2 separate regions of the Sus scrofa genome follow, and region 1 is linked to region 2. A link is a contact called in public HiChIP or PLAC-seq data. All regions are on one chromosome and are shown on one strand. The core of a region is the stretch at or near the end of the contact, and the rest is flanking DNA. Distances in the headings are between cores, read along the strand shown.

Region 1 (6,688 bases), core at 2,909-5,408, 92 kb before region 2:
GAGATCACGGCCCACCGCAAGAAGCACGAGGAGGCCATCCACGCTGTCGCCTGCCACCCTAGCAAGGCCCTCATTGCCAGTGCTGGCGCCGACGCCCTGGCCAAGGTCTTCGTATGATGCCCACCCGGCCCCGCCCAGGCCGCCACACTGGCTGCGGAGCGGGCCGGGCAGGTGGGACTGAGGTGAGGGGCCAGACGGGGGAGGCTTGGCTTGGGAGGGCAGAAGCCCGCTGCATGTGCATTCCGACGGCCTGGCATTTCTGGAGGCTGTCAGATCCCGAAGTCCTGGTCAGGGTGCCCTGTGAGAAGCGCCAGGGTAGCCCCTGGGCATTCAGGGGAGCGGCCAGAGCTGCCTGACCCCTTGCGCCCTGGAGGTCCTGGTCCAGTCCCCCTCCCTGCTGTCTCCCGTAGGTGACTCCCAGCCTCAGTCTGGAGGCCCAGAGGCCTGGAGGCCCGGCTTCTTCCTGCCTGCCTTGGAGCCTGGTGGTGCTAAGGGCCCTTTCCCCAGGAGGCCCTCCCCACGGCCCTTCCCCGAGCCTCCAGCCGGGGCGGCAGCCTCCTTCAGGAATCGCCCTCCAGGATGGCCTCTGGGAATTTTCTCTTCACCCTGACACCCTCTCCGGGTCTCTGAGCTGCCTTCTCGGGGGCCACACAACCAGGGCTGGGTGTCCTTGGGGATCAGCTTTTCCAAGATGCCAGAAGGTGCCAGGTTCTCTCTTTGAACCCCTGACCCTCCTCCCCACCTCCATGGACCCAGGTGGGAGTTGTGCTGGGAGGAGCCCGAGTCCCCCATTCGCTCAGAGGGGGCTGGGGCCGGGCAGCCAGCTGCCGGCAGGGTTGCTGGCAAGACAACCCCAGAGGCGCGCCCAGCAAACCGCCTCCCCCTCCAGCTTCCTCAGCACAGCTTTCCAGACACTACCCATGGCCTCTGGGGCCGGTCACTGCCTGGGGAGCAGGTGATGCCCTCGGGGGAGGTGCCCGCCCCTACCTCCCCCAACCCTCCTCCAAGGGCAGCTCCCCCAACCCCCATGGGGTCACCCATGGGGAGAGATGGCCTTCTCTTGCCCCTCCCAGGGGCATGGAGGGTGGAGTGGGGTCCCCCAGTCCCCCATAACTCCCTGTATATCTGTATAAATAAATGGGATTTTAATGGAGCCCCACCCCCACCCATGTCGTTATCACTGTGTGATAGTCTGTCGTCTCTGCTCCTGGCCCTGCCCTTCACGCTCTTCCTCTATTTATTTCACTCTTTTTTGGGTTCCACCCTGTGCCCTCAGCCCCCTTCCAGGTTCCTGTTTATAAGCCCCATCCCTTCTGCCCTGGACTTGTTGTATGTGAAACTTGTCTCAATAAACCCTTTGGAGTAAGACGGGTGGCAATGCTGACTGTTGAGGGGACTGGGACTTTCTCAGGGAAGTAACTGGCGCTGGGTGGGGCTTGGAGAGAGGGGATATGATGGGTTGGGGTTTTGTGGTAGGGCGGGGGTGCCACAGAGGGGCCCAGAGCTTGGGTGGGGTGTGGGTGGAGGGACGGAAGTAGGGGCACAGGACCGAATCTCCCTGGGCCCCTCCTTTCTGTCCCTAAGCGCTCCCTCCCCAGGGGCTGCAGAAGCCGCCCGGGGAAGAGCCCTGACTAGCAGATGATGTGATGTGACACTTCAGCTCAAGACTCCTCCTGTCGTGTCCCCCCCACACCCCACCTGGTGCCATGTGTGCTGGATGGTTGGTGGTGGGGCCAGAGTGCTAACGTGCAGCACGGAAGGCCCCCTCTCCCTGGCCCATGCCTGGGCCTCATGGAGCGGGAAGGGAGATCCAGGACCTGCCCGCGTGGACCCCCCTGCCCAGCTGGGAGCTGTCCCAAGGAGGAGGTGCGGGCACCCTGCCAAGTCCACTCCCTTCTCCCTTCCCTGAGGGACCAAGTCGCAGTGGTGGGCTGTGCCCTCAGCAGGAGCCAGCCCCTGTGCTAGGCTCATCCTGAGCCATTTCACTAGGTCCTCACTTCGAAATAGGGAGCAGAGCCTTATGCATGTGTTACAGAGGATGAGAGGCGGGAGTGGGGGCTCAAGGAGCTGGCTGTTGGCCCGGCATGTCGTCGCAATTCCCATCCAGGCCCTTGGGACTCCCTCTGCTTGCTGCTAGGAGGCCTCCACCCCTACCAGCCAGGGGCACCTCCCTGAGCCTCAGTGTCCCCTGTAAATAGGGCATGATTGTAATGCCCATCCGTGTCACACGGCCACACGCCAGTGCCCAGAACAGGGCCTGGCTCCTGTCCAGGGCCCCTGGGAAAAAGAACAGCTGAAGGCCTGGGAACTCACGTTAGTATTTCACTGTGATGGTTGTCCCCCTGCCTGGACAAAGGGTACAGGTGGGCAGATGGCCATCAGATGACACGGAAAGGAACCCAGCTATGGGTGCCATGCAGCCTCGCTCCCCCCTCATTCCTCAGCTCTGTGTAGCTTCCCCAGGTGGTGGTTTAGGTTTTCGCTCCAGCCTTAGACTTCCTTCCCCAGCCCCAGCCAGCCCCCGGATGTGGTGACAGAATCGCTACTGTACCGACCTCAGCTGCCCCCAACAGCCCTTTACTGGGAAAGGGGGCTCATCTTGAGGTCCTCATTCCTAACCAGCCCTGCTGGTCTGGAACCCAAGCAGCGGTGGCCCATCTCCACTGGGATGCCTCTGCAGCTCAACCAGGCCTTGGCCTCGTGAAGAAGCCGTGGGTGGTAGCAACCCGCCTGGTAATCCTGGACATGTCACTTTGCCTCTCAGAGGGTTCAGCTTCCTGTATGTAAACGAAATGGTAGCAACTTTTTTTTTTTTTTTTTTTTTTTTTTTTGCTTTTTAGGGCCGCACCCTCAGCATATGGAAGGTCCCAGTCTAGGAGCTGAACTGGAGCTGCAGCTGCAGGCCTACACCACAGCCACAGCAACTTGGGATCCCAGCTGCATCTGCAACCTATGCCACAGCTCACGGCACCTCTGGATCCTTCACCCACTGAGCGAGGCCGGGGATCAAACTCGCATTCTCATGGATACTAGGCGGGGTTTCCTTCCACTGCGCCACAATGGGAAGGTCCCACCACTCTATTATTAGCTGGGGAGGAGAAATCAAGTCCGAATTGCTCCTAGAGGAGGCATTTTATGACAGCCTGACACAGAGTAGGTAGGGCCTCAATCCATATTTGTGGAATGACTGAATATACCCTTCCATAAACACCCCAGCGCTTCAACGTGCTCACCGGCTTATCTGAGCACTAGAGCCAGAGCCATCATCACTCCACGTCTGCTGTGTTTCGGTCACCCTTCTACTATCTCATTAATCCCCACAAAGACCCTCTGGAGTCAGTCCTAATATTTTCCCATCTGACAGAAAGGCTCAGAGAGCAGAGGCCACCAACCTAAAGTTACACAGGGGAAGACACGTGCACACTTCCCCGTGAGAACAATGGGCTCTCCAGCTACAAAGTGTGGGTGTGATGCTCCCTTGCTGCTATGGCCCTTCCAGCCACCCCCAGGCCTTTCTTTGGCTCTTCACCCTAAGAACTGGGGTGGAGTGGGGAGCTGACAGATGGAAAATATCCCCCTTCTCCACCTGCCCTGTGCCTGACTGCCTGCACAGCCCTGGCTCCTCCTGTTTGCTCCTGGCTCTTTGGCCAAGGTCGCTGGAGAGAGACCAGAGGCAAGAACCTCTGCCCTCAGGAAGCCTCGGTCTTCCCACCTGTGGAATGGACTGGGGCGTGGCGACACTCTGGGAAGAGGGAAGCCCAGCTCGGAGAGCGGGCCGGCTCTGACCCCGTCTCCCACCCTTTCCCCTGCGGTGGGCGCCGGATGCAAGCCCCGCGAGACGGCCCCCTTCCTTAAAGGGCCAGGCGCCTCCTCAGCCCCGGCATCGCGCCCTGTGGTGGTGTGCGGGTGGCTCGCCCCTCCTTCTCTAGGTCAGAGAAAAGCCGACTTTCCCGACCTGAGTGCGTTGGGGGGTAGGAATCAGTGTCGCCTCCGGATCCGCCTCGCCTCCCAGGTCCCCAGACCCGGTCGGGGGCGGGCAGGGGGGGTGCCACCCCCAACTCGGAGGCGCTGAGCCCGCCCTCCTCTTCCGTCCCCGGCCCCTCAGCAGGCTCCGCCCTCTCTGACGTCATCGAACCCAGCGCCGGTTGGCCAACTGCGCCGTCGCTCCGGACACTTCCTCCTGGGCCGCCGCAGCGGAGTTAAACTTTGGAGGGGGAAAAAGAGCCCTGGGCGCCCGGCCACCTTCCTTTGCCCCACCCCCACCCCGCCACCCCACTGCCGCCGGTAACACCCCCTTCTCCGCGGTCCCGACCGAATTTTTCTCCTACTTCCGAAACCCGTGAGATTTTCCCACCTTAGCACCCCGGCCCTCGGAATCCCTTTGCCCATCCCCGGGCCCGCTGTCGGATCCCCGGGATCCACTCGAATCCCGTCTCTGAGGCTCCTGCTCTCCATCCCCAAGGTCTGGTGAATCCCTCGGGCCCCCTTAGATGAGTCCTCTTAGAGCCACTGTGTTGGCTTCCCCTGCTCCCTTTCCAGTTTCTTCTCTCCCCATGGCTCCTTTAGATCCTGAGCTCTTCTGCTCCCCATGACCCCGACCTGCTAGATTTTCTTCTTTGGTTTCTTGGATTCCCCTGGTCGCTGGGTACCCCCAAACCATTAGCTTTCTACTGTCTGATCGTCTGTGATCCCTTGATTCTCGGGCGGGCATCTGATCCACTAGATAGCTTTTCTCTATCTCCCAGGGTCTCACCATCCTCCAGTCCCCTCAACCTGCCAGGTTTCTCTTCTCAGAGCCCCGGGATCCCCGCGGTCTAACCACCAGCTTACAAGATTCCTCGGACCCAGTGACCCGAGCCTCTCTGCCCAGGCTCCTCCAGCCGGATCCCGGGTGGAAGACGGGCGGCTGGTCCCGGGCCTCGCCCTATGGCCGCCGCCCCCTCCCATCCCGCTGGGCTCCCGGGCTCTCCCGGCCCAGGGTCTCCTCTGCCCTCCGGCGGCTTGGAACTGCAGTCGCCGCCACCGCTGCTGCCCCATGTCCCGGCCCCGGGCTCCGGGGTCTCCTTCCACATCCAGATCGGGTTGACCCGCGAGTTCGTGCTGTTGCCCACAGCCTCCGAGTTGGCCCATGTGAAGCAGCTGGCTTGCTCCATCGTGGACCAGAAGGTGAGAGCGTAGTGTTCCCCCCCTCGTCCAGCTCGGGGAGAGGTCTAGAGGAGGGGAGCGCTGGCAGAGGCGACCTGGAGCACAGCGTAGGGGAGGAGGGAGGGGGGGGAGCTAAGCCTTTGGTGAGTGAGGTGTGGGCCTAGGGCTTGGGCCCCCAGGTGTCTCCTCACCTGACTACCCATTTGAGGGAGGCCCCAGGGGTGGGGTGCCCCAGAGGCCTCCCCAAATTGCATGTCCCTGCATGTTGTTGTTTGCAGCAGACAGCAGGGAGGAAGGGATGGGCGGGCCAGGTGTAGAAGCCTAGAGGAAGGGGTGAGGGGGGCGGGGGGGGGGGACACCTCCCTGCCTGGCCAGTCCAGGCCTCCCATTTGGTGGAAAGAGTAGATATTGAAGCCAGGCTGGCCATGGCGATCAGGTGACATGTGTGGGTGTGGGTGCCCGCACTAGCTGCCAGGGCCGAATGAGGTCTCAGAGTCCAGTCTCTGCTCCCGTCCCAGGCCTGAGGTGTGTGCGTGTGTGTGGAGGGGCCTCTTGACAATCCTCAAAGGCTCTGAGGTTTCTGCCCCCTTTCCTGATCAGTGTCCCCACCCCTCCGTTCTGAGATTGGTTTGTTAAAACGGGCCTTCCCCACCACCCACTCTTAGCTTTGGATATCAGGGGTCACCAAGGTGGGAGCCTAGCGGGGCGGGGGGGGGGGTGTCACTGCAAAGGAAAATCCGGTGGGACTCAGTGCTTGAATCCTAGAAAGCTGAAAGTTAGACTGAATAGTGGGCTTCTCTATTGTGGGAATTGTGGACTGTAAAAATGTTAAGATATTAGAGTTCTAAATTGCTGGGATATGCTAGGTAATTGAACTCCTCTGATAGTAAAATGTTCAAACATTAGAACCCGAGGTTGTTGAAATACTAATGCCTTAAAATGTTGGAATATTCTATTTTGTGTTGTTGGAATCCTAGAACATTAAAATGTTAGAATTTTGAAAAAAAAAGTTAGAATTTTGGAATGCTGGGTTGAAACCCTTTAATGCTGAGATATTTTAATATTAGAATCCTAATATCCAAAGGTTCCTAGAACATTAAAATATTAGACTACTGCTAATTTAGGTTGTTAAAATCCTAAAGCATATAATGATAATTTATTGGACTCTAGAATGAGTAATCCTCTACTGTGAGCATATTAGAATCTCCAAATATTCAAATTCTAGAATCTTAGACGCCTCGAAATGAAATCTGGGAGATTCAGAGAAAACCTTAGGCACTAGGCCAAGTCTCCCATTTAACAGACAAGGAAATTGAAGCTCAGAAGAAGACTGCCCAGGCAGTCAAGGCCCAGGGGGTCCTGGCCACCTGCGGCCCCCCTCCCAGCCGCAAGAACAGCGAAATCTTCCTTTGCCATCTGCTTAAACCCCCAAACCATCAGGCCCAGCTCCCACATGCAACTCAGTCTGCTCCTTGGGAAAACAGGCCTGGGGGAGGAGGGCGGGGGATGCAGATTGTCCCCTGGGTGAAATGCTGTGTCCCAT
Region 2 (6,676 bases), core at 609-3,108:
GGAGGATGGCTGCACCTGGTTCTGAGGCCAGGCCTGGGGGGCTGTGGGTGTTGTGGGTGGCAGAGACTAGAAAAGAACTCGTTCGCTGGTTTTCTCTCAAAGCCCTAGCTGTGTGAATTCACAGAAGCACTCAGTGAGGGCCCTGAACGGAACAAGTGGACCTCAGGCCGATGAAGGGGTCCCTTTGGAGGTTCTCTCTGGTCAAGCTCTGCAGCCCCCACCCCGAGGCCACAGGAACAGGCGTCTGATTGTCACTGACGCCACACTGTACTGCACTGTCATTTGGCACAAGCGAGGAGATGCAGAGCAGTGCGTGGAGCTGGAGACCACGAGAAAACCAACACTCCTGTTTGGAGAAACCAGCTCTCTTGGTCTGAAAGGGCCATCAAGGGGGTGAGGTTCAAGGCTTAAAAAGCTGGCTCATTTGATGCATCCCAAACTTTGATTTCCCCACCCCCATTTCATGCAGCTTCAGTGCGCAATAGAGGCCGGAACAACTCCGCCCACTGGCTCCCACTGCCTGGTGCCCTCTGCCCAGCCCCATCTTATGAGAAGGGGACCCTAGACCCACTCTCTCTGGCCTCTGCAGCCAGCCGCCCCCCATCCAGAATGAGCAGTCTTTGTCCCGGCTTTGCCCTGGAAACTTCCAGGAAGCTACCCACATCCACCTTCAAACCTAGGCCAACCTCAGCTGCCATTCATTTGCTCCAACATGTCTGCGGATCTCCTTCCACCACCCAAATCAAAGTGCTCGCCCACCCCTCACCTTGGAAACCCACCCCCTCGTGAACCCAAACACAACACTCCTCCCCACTCCTCTCCCCCCAAAACCAACCTCCTGTCCTAGTTTACCAGCCTTAACCCACTGGTAACCTCAGAATCTTCCCTGGCTGCCCCCCAACATCAACCACAGGGCCCCCGGACCCCGCACCACTGGCAAGCACGCTATCCCCTTTTAACCACTTCCCGACCCCAATCCTTTCCAGTCCCCATAGACTTCAGAGCATCTTCTAACCTCTGTCGCCACCCACCCTAGGCTCTTCCTCCCCAAGCTTGCACCTCACCCTCCTCCTTCTTCCTCTGCAATGTCTCTGGAGAACCTCCTTCTCTCCCCTCGAGGGTCTGGTCTGCAGGAGTGACCCCCACCTCCCTGGTCCCAGGAGCACCCCTCCCCACCCAGGCCCAGTTATCCACGGCCCCCTTTTGGGGAGCTCCCTAGCAGCCTGGCTTCCTTCCGATCCCCCTTCCCTGCATCCTCTCAGGACCCAAAGCCTTTATCAGGGCACAGATCACCCCCTTCTCTAGCCAACGTTTCTTCCCTCGCTCCCCTGGAATTCAAACACCCCACTTCGGGGACCAAACGCCTCATTCTGGGTCCAGGAGCCCTTCCCATTTGAGGGTCCAGATGCTCCATCCCGGGTTCCAGTGCCCCCCTTGGAGGACTCAGGTGCCCATTCTGGGGTCTAACTACCCCATGCTATACTTCTGGAAGACCCCCAAAGCCCTTGTGGGATCCAAATGTCCCGCTCTGGGTTCCAATGCCCCCGACTGAGGAGCAGAGAGGGGTCCAGAGGCGCTCGCTGGGGCCGAAACGCTCCCCCATTCTGGGTCCGCTCGCGCTCTCAGGGGTCCTGCCCCTCCGTGCCCGCCTCAGAGCCCCCGGCCTCGGCGGCCTCTCAGCCTCACTCACCATGGCGAGGCCCGGGGTGTCCGGAGCGCGGGGGTCAAGGTTCCTCCGGCGGCGGCAGCAGCTGCAGCAGCTCGAGCTCCGCCGCGCGTCCGCGCCTCCACACTCACTGCCCGCAGCGCGCGCCGCCGCCGCCGCCGCCCGCCCCAACGGTCCCTCAACGGCCGCCGCGCGCGCCCCGCCCCGCCCCGCCCGGCCCCGCCCCGCACGCGCGTCGCCGCACTGCGGCTCCCACGGATCCCTCCGCGCCTCCCTCCGCACCACCGGGCCCGCGGATCTCTCGCTCTCGGTTCGCGCAGACCTGTGTTTACGGCCGGCCGCGCGGGCACCCGCGCGGGACTACTTTCCGTCGCCGCGCGCCCCGCCCCCGTGCGGCTTTACTTTTCCCCTCGGCGGAGGGGCACCTTACGGCGGCGCGTGACGCGTCCCTGTGTGAGACGCGCCACTATTGGGCCCGGGTTATGGCGGAAATGAAAGCGCGGTGCCGATTGGTCCGGCCTTCCCTGCAATGCGTCAAATTGGGGCGAGCCACTGTGTGGTGGTGGTGGGGATTCTGAAATGTGTGGCTGCGTGGAGCCGTGAGGTGTAACGAGGCGAAGGGGAAAACTCTGTGACTGTTAGAGAAGCAACTACATAGTCTTTGCAGTCAGAGAGTAGTAAGAGGGCTGGTGGAAGATGCAGAAGCTCTTTCTCGGCTCTCCCCTCTAACAGATGGAAGATGGTGCAATCCAAAATGCTGGCCTGGAAGCTCCGCCCCTAACTGGACCCTCCGAGTTGGCGGGGTCTACAAGGTTCAGCTGGTTACTTAGAACTTCCACCTGTTGGGGCCAGGTGTCTCCACCCTGAGACACACTCTACAGGTGTGCAGAACGCCTGTCCCCCTGATTGGCCCAAGGTCTGTGAAGCTGGGGCCACCCCGGGACGATCTCTGGGAATATGGCATTAATTCAGCCTTCAATTAAGCCTAAATTGAGCGCCTCCTGTAAGGCTGGACCAGTGTACTTGGCTTGGCTGGGGAGCCCAGACTTGCACTGTCTTATTGTGTTGTAGACCACCTGACTCTTGCACTCCTTGTGCCTAGGTTCCAACCATAGGAGGAAAAGAGTGTGAAGGTTAACTGTGACTGTTTCCTGGAGCTCAGAAACAGTTGTGAGCGGTCATTTGATTGAATTGTGGTTAAAAAGGATGTGTGCAGAAGCGATATGTGAAACTTTTGGACATGCCCTTAAGGGGGTGGAGAGCATGCTGTCCTTTCTCTCACCTTGCCTGCTGATGGAACAGCCTGGTAGGCATTAGAGGAGAGACCAATGGGAGCAAACTCACCTAAGATCTGGATGATTTTCTGGAGCAGAGCTCACCTTTTTGTCCCCAGTGCCAAAATTTTATGCAAGAGAGAGAGACTTTTTTTTTTTTTTTTTTCTTTCTAGGGCCACACCTGTGGCATATGGAGGTTCCCAAGCTAGGGGTCAAATTGGAGCTACAGCTGCTGGCCTACATCACAGCCACAGCAATGAGAGATCCCAGCCACATCTGCAACCTACACCACAGCTCAGGGCAATGCCAGATCTTTAACTCACTGAGCAGGGCCAGGGATCGAACCTGCATCCTCATGGATCCTAGTCGGGTTCATTAACTGCTGAGCCACGACGGGAATTTTGAGGAATACATTTCTCTATGGCTTAAGTCACTGTTATTTTGGGTCACTGTGTTATAGCAGCCAAACATGAACGTGTTCCCTTTTTGGTTAGTGCCCTTGCATTGGTGGAAGCTGACTCGGATGCCTGCTTTGGGGGAGGACCTGTGGTTCAGGTGTAAACCATCAACTTTTCTTATTTCCATACCTCTGACTGGTTCAGAGCCAATTGTGTGTGCATGTGTGTGCATGTGTGGCATAATTTATTTATCTATCTATTTTTATTTATTTTTTTACTGTGGCATGTGGAAGTTCCTGGGCCAGGGATTGAACCCATGCCACAGCAGTAACCCGAGCTGCTGCAGTGACAACGCCGGATCCTTAATCCACTGCACCATGGGGAACACCACAGCATAATTTACATTCAGTGAAATGCCACAGGGAATTCCTGTCGTGGCGAAGTGGAAACGAATCCGACTAGGAACCACGCACGAGGTTGCAGGTTTGATCCCTGGCCTTGCTCAGGGGGTTAAGGATCCAGTATTGCTGTGAGCTGTGGTGTAGTTCTTAGACTCGGCTCGGATCTGGCATTGCTGTGGCTGTGATGTAGGCTGGTGGCTGTAGCTCCAATTAGACCCCTGGGAACATCCATATGCTACGGGTGCCACCCTAAAAAAGCAAAAAAAAAAAATTAAAAATAAAAATAAATAAATAAATAAAACAAAAATTAAGAGAAAAATAAAAAGGTTTTAGGTATTCAGCTCAGTGAGGTTTTTTGTTGTTGTTGTTCTTTTTTGTTCTTTTTAGGACCACACCCAAGACATATGGAAATTCCCAGGCTAGGGGTTGAATACACCCCTGGCCTATGCCACAGCCACAGCAATGCTAGACCTAAGCCCTCTCTGCGACTTACACCATAGTTCACGGCAACACCAGATCCCTAACCCACTGAGCAAGGCCAGGGATTGAACCTGGGTCCTCATAGATACTAGTCAGATTCCTTTCCACTGAGCCACAGTGTGATCTCCCAGCTCAGTGAGTTCTGACAATTCCATATACCTGTGTAACCACCGCCTAAGACGAGCTGTACGTTTCCATCATCCCAGAATTTAGCTCCTCTGTGGCCCTTCCCAGTCAATTCCTGTCCCACTCAACCAAAATGTTTCTGGCTTCTGTCATTAGAAATTCGTTTTGCCTATTCTAGAGTTTTGTAGAAATGGAATTGTATGGAATGCATTTTTTTGGTTGGACCAATGTAATATTTTGGAGCAAAAGTTCCATGGACCATACTTATACTCAAATATCTATTTTTGTTGTTGATCTGGAATTCACATTCAACTGGATTCCTGTATTTCTTTCTTCTTTTTGTGTGTGTGTGTCTTTTTAGGCCCACACCCAGGGCATATATAGGTTCCCAGGCTAGGGTTCTAATCAGAGCTACAGCTGCTAGCCTTCACCACAGCCACAGCAATGCCAGATCCTTAATGCACTGAGCAAGGCCAGGGATCGAACCCACAACCTCATGGTTCCTAGTCGGATTCGTTTCCTCTGTGCCACAATGGAAACTCCCAATTCCTGCATTTCTAATTGCTAAATCTGATGATCCTGACCTCAAAACCCCTTCTTTCCACTGCTGGGGAATAATCTTGGTGACCTCACAGGGGATCTCCTGCCCTTCCAAATCTTAGGTTGTCCTATGCTCCAGAGAGGCAAGAATCTTGATGTAGCTTCAAATCTTCTGAGCTTTAGGAATGATCAATAAACTAAGGCTTAACCCCATTATCATCAGGAAAATTCAAATTAAGATCGTAATAACAGCGGAAATGAATCTGACTGGTATCCATGAGGATGCGGGTTTGATCCCTGGCCTCACTCAGTGGCTGGGGATCCAGCTTTGCTGTGAGCTGTGGTGTAGGTCACAGATAGGAGTCAGATCCCACATTGCTGTGGCGGTGGTGTAGGCCAGCAACTATAGCTTCGATTCGACCCCTAGCCTGGGAACCTCCATATGCCGTGGGTACAGCCCTAAAAATTTTTCTAGAAGTCATAACACACCAGTTCAGTTCACATCCATCACCTGGATAAACACTAAGTCCTCCATACTGTCTGTTCCACGTCACACTCTGATGACCCCGTTATTTTTCTGACCTCACCTCTTGATGTTCTTCTCCTCTCAGTCTCTGTTCCAGCCACTCTGGCCTCATTGCATATGTGGCCTTGAACATATATGGGTGATTCCTGCCTTGGGGTCTTCTTCAAATGGTCTCCCCACAATACTTCATGCGGTTTGTCTCCTCTTTAGCTTCAAGTCTTTGTTCAAACAACATGTCCTCAGTGATGGCCTACTTTGGCCATTCCATTTAAAATTGCATCCCAGGAATTCCTGTTGTGGCTCAGTGGTTAATGAACCCAACTAGTATCCATGAGGACGTGGGTTTGATCCCTGGCCTGGCTCAATGGGTTAAGGATCCAGTGTCGCTCTGAGCTGTGGTGTAGGTCACAAGTGCGGCTTGGATCTGGTGTTGCTGTGGCTGTGGTGTAGGCCGGCAGCTGTAGCTTCGATTTGACCCCTTGTCTGGGAACTTCCATATGCTGCTGCAGATGTGGCCCTAAAAAGCAAAAATAAATAAAATAAAATAGCAACCCAACACTCCCAATTCCATTTACCTGGTTTATTTTTTTTCATAGGAGTGGCCACCTTCTCAAATACGATATAGTTTTCTTTCTTTTTGGCTGCGTCCGTGGTATGCAGAAATTCCCTGGCTAGGGAATGAACCTGTATAACTGCAGTAACTTGAGCTGCAGCAGTGATGATGCTGGATTCTTAACCTGCTGCACCACCAGGAAACTCCTAGATTGCTTCAGTTTTTCACAGATTGCTACTCGAGAACCATCCAGTCTAAATGGTGGGGTCCCCAAATGTACAGAACTCAGAGACAGGGCTGTAATCAGTGCTTTTCTGTCTATAGAAATCGTATACACGTTATAAACCCTGATCATGTTTTTCACCCCAGAAAGAAGGACAGCCTAAGCTCAATCCCATCATTGACCCTCCCCCAGTGCAGAAACGGCAGCGACTATATTCAGCAAAAGATGCTCCCGGGGTCCCCATTCATGTCTGTAACCATTAGACTGCAGCACATGGGACCATTTGCACAGATTTGTCACCTTCTTTTCCTTCCTGGCTAAAGTGTCAGAAACACCAACTCGGGGGGGGGGGCATGGCTTTTGTACTCTGTGAGCTCACTGCATTAAGCCTCTACGAGTTAATTTTGAGTTAGCCCGATGCCGTTTATTCCATTCACATGTGCCCCCCTCAGCTCACGGGCCAGTTCTGATGGGCACAGGGGCTGTGA

What was found. HiChIP or PLAC-seq counts read pairs in DNA pulled down with a chosen protein or histone mark.
Region 1: an H3K27ac HiChIP or PLAC-seq map of alveolar macrophages shows a contact between it and region 2. The contact joins the promoter of PRKD2 here to the promoter of CALM3 in region 2. A contact is called at or near these places in 3 of 47 Hi-C or Micro-C datasets (embryonic fibroblasts, heart right ventricle and liver) and 1 of 2 datasets of contacts at active chromatin or transcription factors (alveolar macrophages).

Annotation. Positions count from the first base shown.
Region 1 is chr6:52,596,614-52,603,301 of Sscrofa11.1, reverse strand. PRKD2 (serine/threonine-protein kinase D2) reads left to right here and starts at 4,158. Exons shown (of 18, transcript XR_002344708.1): 1 at 4,158-5,166. STRN4 (striatin-4) reads left to right here. Exons shown (of 17, transcript XM_021094615.1): 16 at 1-182; 17 at 411-1,368. The coding sequence ends at 117.
Region 2 is chr6:52,502,161-52,508,836 of Sscrofa11.1, reverse strand. It overlaps CALM3 (calmodulin 3), which reads right to left and starts at 1,858. Exons shown (of 6, transcript NM_001244209.1): 1 at 1,691-1,858. The coding sequence starts at 1,693.